Linked DNA regions of Gasterosteus aculeatus: region 2 is linked to region 1. The links are chromatin contacts, called in public Hi-C maps. All regions are on one chromosome and are shown on one strand. Each heading gives the region's core, a stretch centred on a gene start, on an enhancer-like site or on the middle of the called end of the contact. The rest is flanking DNA. Distances are from core to core; before and after follow the strand shown. Region 1 overlaps znf385a (zinc finger protein 385A). Region 2 holds the start of znf385a (zinc finger protein 385A).

Region 1 (4,050 bases), core at 546-3,045:
CACGTTGCAGAAAGTCACTGGCAATGAAAATGTGTGGAATTAACAAGGTATTTTACAACGAAAGATCACTGTGGCAACTTGAATATATTAAATTAATTAATATTTGTTAATTTGATACATTATTGGACTCACAGACAACACCAAACTGATCAATGTAGGAGAAGAAACTCGTTAAAATAACGCATGAGAGAGTGCCTCACTCGGTCATGATTAGTCTTTTATATAAAAACTATTCTCCATAGTCTGAAGAGTTCTCTTGACAAAGGAAGGAGAAAACAAGAAAAAAAATCAGTTTTGTTGCTTAGCTCCGCACAATCCCAGCTTCAACATTCAGTCAGACAACTTTCACACCCAACAGGCCCCTGAGGGCCTCGCCGCCTGCTTTTATCAATTATGAGCCGGTGTTCCTGTAAGCACAGTTTGTGTCCGCTGACCTCCACTGTTCAACACGGATACACTCTCCTAAAACATGAGAGAAACTACTGTCTGTAACCGTGTGCGCTTTGCTTTGAGTTATGTTCTGGTGCAGCCAGCTCAGACAGACAAGAACGCAGCCAACAAATACCTCCTAAGCTTGGGTGAAAATTACACAAATCAACCTTTTATGGTTGAATAAACTAATGCTTTTGTGCTTTATCACTGATTAGTATCAGTCTAACAGCGCAACAATACGTGTGTGTTACTGTACATTGGTCTTCCAGCATGTTACATATGTAAGTATAACCAGACACCAGTCTAACGTCACCCGGGGGCCACAGCTCCCAAATGTAATGCCTGAATGCCAAATTGAGTAGAAACAAAGTAAGCAATCTGGAAACGATCACCCTCACTGATTCTGAAAATGAAAACTATGCATGTTAGCGGGGTTCAATTATCAAAGCATATGTCATGCAGACTTGGGCAGCATGCGTGGCCTTTTGTGTGATAATGAACAGCAGAAATCACAAAAAAAAAGCCATTGCCTGTTCAAATGCGCCTTGTATGCTCGGCGTTCTACACAATGAGTCAACCACACGAAGACAAACTCCACGGGCCATCTAGTTTCAGACTAAAATAGAACAAAGGCACAAACAGAGAGCTTAAGAGCACATTTCCTGGCCGAGAGCGAAATCTGTCATTCCAGCCTCCCGCTCCCCCCAGCGGAGCCCCCCAGTCTCCACGTCTGACCATTTCCCTCTCTTGTGTAACGTTAACTCTGTTCAGAGGGAGAGTGACTCAAAGACGGTGGGGGGCTTTGCTGCGTCATCGGGGTCGATCGGGGGGCATAGCTAATTATTTTTAGCCAAAAGCAAAATGTGTGATTGTTTTTTTCTAATTAAGAAAACACTGCATAAAGACATTCCTCATGTTATGAAACAACAACGTATGAAACATGCATTAGTTTGGAATCTCTTGTAATTTCCTTTTTACGGGCAATTGGACCTCTTTTATTGAAGATCTGACTAAATGTATTTTTTTAATTGCTGAAATAAAAAACAGAAGGTTAGAATCCTGTCTGGACTAATAGCAGGCATTGGGTGGATTCTGACGTTACAATGTCTCAGGTCACATGTAACTGTAGTACTTGGTATTGCCAGGAGACAGTATCTAGTGAATAGAAATGTCTATTTCATCATGGGACCAGGGCGGTAAATGTCTGACATCAAATCTAACCTCAGACTAGACAGACGCGCTTCTCTTAATAACTTTCCATATTTAAACATTTACAGTCTAAATGACAGAGGGTTCAGTAGTCCAGAGCCTTTATTGATGTTGGCACAAGTGGTAATACACTTCAGTACAGTGCAAACCGCTCGCCTGATCAAACATGATCCACCGTTTTACTGGAATATAAACATTGGAGAAGTTTTATCTTCCCACTGCACAGCTGTTTGTGTGCAGCCCTCTAGTGGTAGACACATACCACTACAACCTCACACAGCGATATGATGCATGTGGTCAATTATTGGAGAATTAAGCCAGTGTTACAAATCTTTTCTTCTATAATGCCCTTCTATTTGTCACTGTCATTGTTCCTCGATCACTTTGATTAGTTACAGAAAAAAGGCTGTCGGGATTAATTCGATATTAGAAGGGTAGCAGAGGCATGGCTCATTTGGCATAAATGATGATGCATCTCCACTGTATTATTTAATTATATTGTATTAGCTTCTAATTATGTAATTTCATCTCGGGCCTGTGCCGTTCCTGACCTTTTTGTTTTCCCCCCCGTGTGTCGGTCTGCAGGTACCAAACACAAAACTATCCTGGAAGCGCGGAGCGGGCTGGGCCCCATCAAGGCGTATCCTCGCCTGGGCCCCAAGCCCATCGGAGAGCAGGGAGGGGGGCCGGTGGACCCCAACACTCAGGAACGAACCTTCCACTGTGAGATCTGCAATGTACGGGTCAACTCTGAACTGCAACTCAAACAGGTAACAGCAAGAAATTATACTTTGTACCTTGTCACAATGTAAAACCCAGGGTCAAAATAATAGGCTGTTAGATATGGCATATTATTTCGTTGGGAAAATTACAATAAGTCTTGTTCCTGTCTTTTAGCACATATCAAGTCGAAGGCACCGGGACGGCATGGCGGGCAAACCCAACCCCCTACTCAGCCGACACAAGAAGAACCGGGGAGCTGATCTTACGGTAAGTCTCCCTGTTGAATACGGACTCAATTGAACGGACTGAATTGAATCGGGATTGCATTAGGATGTATGATACATCTGGACTATGTTTTCCCACCACGTGTTCTTTCATCTGGAAACCAATCATTTCATGTATCTCTCTCTCTCTTTCTTTCATTCTCTTGTCTTTTGACCCCCCTTCGGTTTGCAGTCTTCACTGAGCTTCTCCAAGGATCTTACCAAAGCGCTGGGTGCAAGGCTCCTGCACAACCCCTTGGCCGTCGCCGCAGCGATGGCCGCTGCAGCTTCCTCAAATCAGATGGCTCTCCGTGCGGCGGCGGCGGCGGCAGCTCCTGGACACCACCCGCACCTACCGCACCTACCCCACCACCCGCACCATCACCTATTGCAAGGCCCTCATCTCAGCCACGCCATTCTGAGACCCGCCCCCGGGCCCATGCGCACCACCCACGGGCCAATCCTTTTCTCCCCTTACTGACACATCACCCTCTGACCTCGGCCGGTCAGGAGCAGTCACTCTAAAAGCACACTGTGAAGATACAAACATGATCAACTACGAGGAATTGTTAAAGGGGTGTAAAATCCAACCATTTAAATACTGAACTGAAAGAAATGCAAGGGAAAGGAGCACCAGAAAGTAGTAGACATCTTTCCTCCCTTTACCTGACCCTCCATTTCAAAGACTTCGTAATCATCCACATATGGAAGGAGCCGAGGCTTCATTATGCATTGAACTTCCCTGTACACCCCCCCACCCCCCCACACACACACACACACACACATGCACATCTTCCTAGGAACATTAAACCACAATTAGTGTTGGATAATTAGGCCAGGTTTGTTTTCTCCCGTCATCACGGCTCAACTGGTTCCACTCATTCTATGCACCTCAAAAACAAAGACAGTGATGTAACATCAGCAGGGCAGCTGCTTCCATCGGCCTTCGCTGGCCGCGTACAATGCCACCCTCAGCGGCGGAGGACAGCAACGCTTCAGTTTGTGACACTAGGTCCTCGCTAGATACGACATGACTTGTGCTGACAGGAGCGGGGGGGGGGGGGGTTGGTAACAGCCTCTGAAGAGAGCAGAAAAGTGACTGTGGGGGGAAATGCACTCTGCTGTCATTTCCTGAGTCGGTGAGGTGGGAGGAGGGTCGGAACGGGGGCAGCGGTTGAATTCACCCCAGGCGGCGCGCAGACACACACTGGTCCAAACAAATCTGTGTTTTAATATAGATTGCACCGCAGGGCACATCTGCCAACCTCTGTATCAATCAGAGGTCGGCCTCACTGAAGGCGAGAGAACACGCGAGAAAGAGCAGAAGCTGCACGTACTGTACGGCGCCACATGATCCCTGACTTTAGCTCAGGTTCCGTTAGACGGCAATAATCAGTTATTTTATTTACAGTAATCAGAAGTA
Region 2 (4,050 bases), core at 1,087-3,586, 45 kb before region 1:
AAATACCGGAGTATTCTTTCTCCAAGTCTTTTTGGCACTTAAGTTCCACACAGTTGGACTCTTTCCTTTTTATCATCTTTGGTGATGTACACAAAATATAAAACACATCTAAAGCTGTACCGTACCAACTCACACTACTGGTATAACATCTTCAGTCTCAAAGATGACATGAAGGTAGCTTTGGTAAAAGCTTGAGGAAGCTGGCATGCTTTATTTACCAAGGATTGTCATCTGGCTCCCAGCCCTCAAGCTCGATCAGACAGAAGAAACAGCAGGCGACATCAGGCTCATTCTCACTAGGGCAGTGGACAAACCCAGCCTTGGCCATCTGCAAGGACAAGCACCAAAATAGGTTTAAAGGCATCCACCATACTGGACAATACTAATAAAAACATTATTTTTCAAAGCTGGAGGGAGATTATAGGGTCAGTGACAACAGAAGCAGCAGCAGATGATCTCCTTTTGGCTCTGGGGTCGGGGGTTAGGAGCCGGTAACATGGCATATAATGTTGCTCATCAAGTGGGGTGTCAGCAGCTCATCCGTCATGACAAGGGTGGGGAAAGCGAAGGGTCAGTTGTGGACACCTGCTTAACGGTTTATCATAAACTGTGACAGCCTTGGACGAAAGGCCGTGGCACGAGGTTACGCAGCTTTAAGTGTAAACATGGTTCAGCTAAATCAATTATTTTCAGCAGCCGTAGTCATGTACCAAGTTAAAACAAAGTTATTGTCATGTTTTCCTTATTTTGAATGTTAAAGAGCTGTTGAGAGGGAAAATCCCTTACGTTTAACCCAGTGTGACCTCCTGTTGGCCCTGTAGTTAGTGTCCAGAGGTAGAAGGAAACAAGGTACATTTACTCAACCATTGAAACGTTACTTCAGGAAAATTTCAATGTACTTTTCTTAAAGCTTATTTGCATGCTACTTTACACTAAGATTTTGCGAGCCAACATTGTAGGCTACTTATATTTTTCCAGTATTTTCATGGATTCAGCTTCCCAACAGTTTATTAGCTCGCTAAATCAGAGCAGTACTTGTAGTGGGATATTTTGTTGCTAGTAGTTTTATGAGGTAAATTTAAATGATCCATCACGTTGTTTCTGAAAGCTTATATTCATAATAATTTACAACAATTATTATAATTTACAACCACTCCTTACCTTCTCAGGTGTGCAGTTACACTCCTCCCTGAACGGCCAGTCTGCAAAGCTCTGTTCACGTGCTTCGTGCATGTACATTTTGTCATAAGTCGCAAACCTGGCGGACAGAACATCGACGCTGGCCATAACCTTCGCTGGAAACAGGCTCGACTCGGTTCACCGTGGTCGCCGATGTGAACACGTGCTGGCGGCGCGCGGACGCTTCACAGGTGTTATCGGTCTCGACTGATTGGAAAAAAAGTGGGCGGGACTCTGTCCGGTACGTATGTTTTCTAATAATCATACAATTTACACGATGAAGCATTCTTATTGTATATTCTTATTCACTTCCGGGCTGGGATTGCAGTCAGCTGCGGATTTTTATAGGATGTAAACATAGACATAAACATTTGTGGAATTTAATGGTTTGCTGTTTTAAACTTTACAAGCCTGTGAGAGACGGGACCGTCCTGGTGAGCAGTGTGTGTATGTAACACTACCCCTCAGGCCACTTGGTGCCGAAATGTGCTTACAACCGTAAACTGATGTCCTTTTCCCCTTCTAACCTTATCTTCCGGCAGAGTGCCTGCAGAGAGCTGAGCTGCAGTGTGCCTGCTTAGGGTGAGAGTGTGTCACTTTTTACTCTTTACCGTGATGCTGTGTAAGTATCTCATTCAGCAGTAGGCCTGTACTAAGTTGGACAATACAATTACTGTAGCTGCAGGTGGATAGTGTCTAGTGTGGCCACCTACTGCAGAATAACATCCAGCTCTGAATTTAATCACGTGTGTGTTACCAAAATCTTGCTTGCTTTGTATTTTTTGCTTTTTCTCTCCACAATGCTGCACCATTAGTGTAAAGTTGACCAGTTTGTCCTCTTTCATTCCCAAACGTTGTTCAGCGAAACGTTTGTATAGTTGAGAGCTTCAGCAGCAATAGCCACACCAAGGTTTTGCATTTGTCCTTGATGCTTTCCCTGTCTGGATGGTCCTTTGTGACAATTTTGCAGCTGTTGGGTAATTTGTGTCATGTGTTATGCAACAATTCCTCCGTGGATATTTCTCTGTTAACTGCATCTCACTTTTGCTACTCGTGCTTTTGATGACGTTTACTTCTTCCCTGTTACTGCCTCTTCCGTTCCTTACCTCTGACACAACGGTCCTCACTTATTAAGGCCTCCCACGATTAGCTTCTTGACCCAAGTTTTGTTTTCACGCGGGGCCGAGAGTGAAAGAGGGGGAGGGAGGAGATGAGATGTCGAGAGGTGGAGGGAAGGTGATAGAAGTGTTTGCAGTCGCTATTTCCACATGTCCTTTACATTGCCAGCCGCTGGGCTAAGCGGTTTGCACACACAGCTCTCGGAATCTTTTCGAAACAGTTGAGGATCCTTCTTGATATTTTTATTCCACCTAACCAGTTTTATGCTGGAAGGGATTTCACAGAGGAAAGAGTAGCTCTCGGTGGGCCTGGATAGGAGATCTGACACTCTTAATAAGGAGCTGCAGGAGGACTGGAGGTGCAATGTGGAGCACAGGTAAGAAAAACGTCCGATGCTTTAATGTCTGTCTGCGTCTGTTACTGTCTCGGTGGGGAAAAATACATTTTTTATACCATTAATGTATAAGAAGCTTCATTGACTTGATTATTGTGTGGATTTTTGGGGGGGGTTAAAAGGTTGGGATGCAGCACAAAAGATTACAGTTGTTTCAATGACGGATGTGACAATTGTGTTAATGTGAGGAATTCATCTTCCCACCAAGTCTCAATCGTTGACTTGGAAATATGAAAAGTCCCCGGGTGGAGCTGACAGCTCCACCCGTCCTCTGCTGCCCCCACACAGACTGAGCGTCCCGCATTAGGGCGAGGCTGGTCCTAACCGGCCTGTATGCGTGCTCAATTTGTAGTTTGTTCCCCCCAAAAAACAAGTGTGAAGGAACAACAGAGAGGATCATTATTTTATATCCTCTGAAAATACACACACGACATGTAAAAACAACTAAGAATGTGTCAGTCAAAAGCATTTAGGCAAGTTGAGGCGACACTTTTATTTAACCATTGCAGCGACGTTCCAACGAGTTCGAACCGCCGTCGTGGCGCCAACGTGTGATCCGAGTGTGGCTGGAAAGAAAGACGTCCTGTCCTGTTGCTGGTGTAAAAGCGTCATGGACGTGTGAGATTGTGGCAGTCAACATCGACATTCTTCATCTCTGCAGGCAGGCGTGGATTCACAAGGCAGTCGCACCCACCTGCGTGCACACTCATCAAAAGGCACGTTGTTAAGAACATAAATCAAAATGGCTGCAACTTATTTTAATATTATTTTTCGCAATCAAGACATTCAGCTCATTCTGCGATGGAGAGACTCAAACGTAAATATGCTGTTTAGCGGCTACTGAGTTATTAAAATAACGCCGTTAGTGTCTGATACCCTTGTTTGAACTATTAGATGCGTGTAGCTGGAAACATTTCATGCACATGTCCACACCTGATGTGAGAGGAGTATCCCTCGCCGCTAAACTGATATGCTCAACTCAAAGGGGAATGCAGAAGTCCTTTGGTTCCTACTAAGCGGGCTCGTTGTGTGTGCTGTGCTTAATGAAGCTATTAAACAGACTGTGGGGCACAACATGCTCATTATTGTGTAGATATTGAGTGGTGGTTCCTTTAACGTGCACTAAGATTTCATGGTCTAATACGCTTTAATTTATAGTCTGGTAGCTTTTTAAATGCTTTGCCACGTTATGAGGGACGTGCAAGTATGCTGGTACCCGGGGCTTGCCTCACCCCCTCACCTTTGACATTCATAGGCAGCCTCTAAATTCACCACCACGGTGCCAGGAGACACCCAAAGCATGATATATGACCAAAGGGGTCTGTACCAACAGAAATCATTTTCATACCACCCTGCAA

Evidence for each region. Hi-C and Micro-C count contacts between places; a contact is called where the count stands out from the background.
Region 2: a contact with region 1 is called in a Hi-C map of skeletal muscle, with 3 times the contacts expected there. The contact joins the promoter of znf385a here to the enhancer-like site in region 1. A contact is called at or near these places in 3 of 6 Hi-C or Micro-C datasets (skeletal muscle and whole body).

Annotation. Positions count from the first base shown.
Region 1 is chr2:10,849,831-10,853,880 of fGasAcu3.hap1.1, reverse strand. It overlaps znf385a (zinc finger protein 385A), which reads left to right. Exons shown (of 8, transcript XM_040192935.2): 6 at 2,227-2,411; 7 at 2,539-2,631; 8 at 2,821-4,050. The coding sequence ends at 3,108. Among protein-coding and RNA genes, the nearest start is that of tac3a, 17 kb to the right of the region's middle. Within about 2 kb of position 1,795, at least 1 of the 9 cell types and tissues checked has open chromatin away from gene starts, as enhancers often do.
Region 2 is chr2:10,895,176-10,899,225 of fGasAcu3.hap1.1, reverse strand. znf385a (zinc finger protein 385A) reads left to right here and starts at 2,336. Exons shown (of 8, transcript XM_040192935.2): 1 at 2,336-2,674. The coding sequence starts at 2,662. It overlaps birc5b (baculoviral IAP repeat containing 5b), which reads right to left and starts at 1,496. Exons shown (of 4, transcript XM_040192984.2): 1 at 1,162-1,496; 2 at 219-328. The coding sequence starts at 1,287.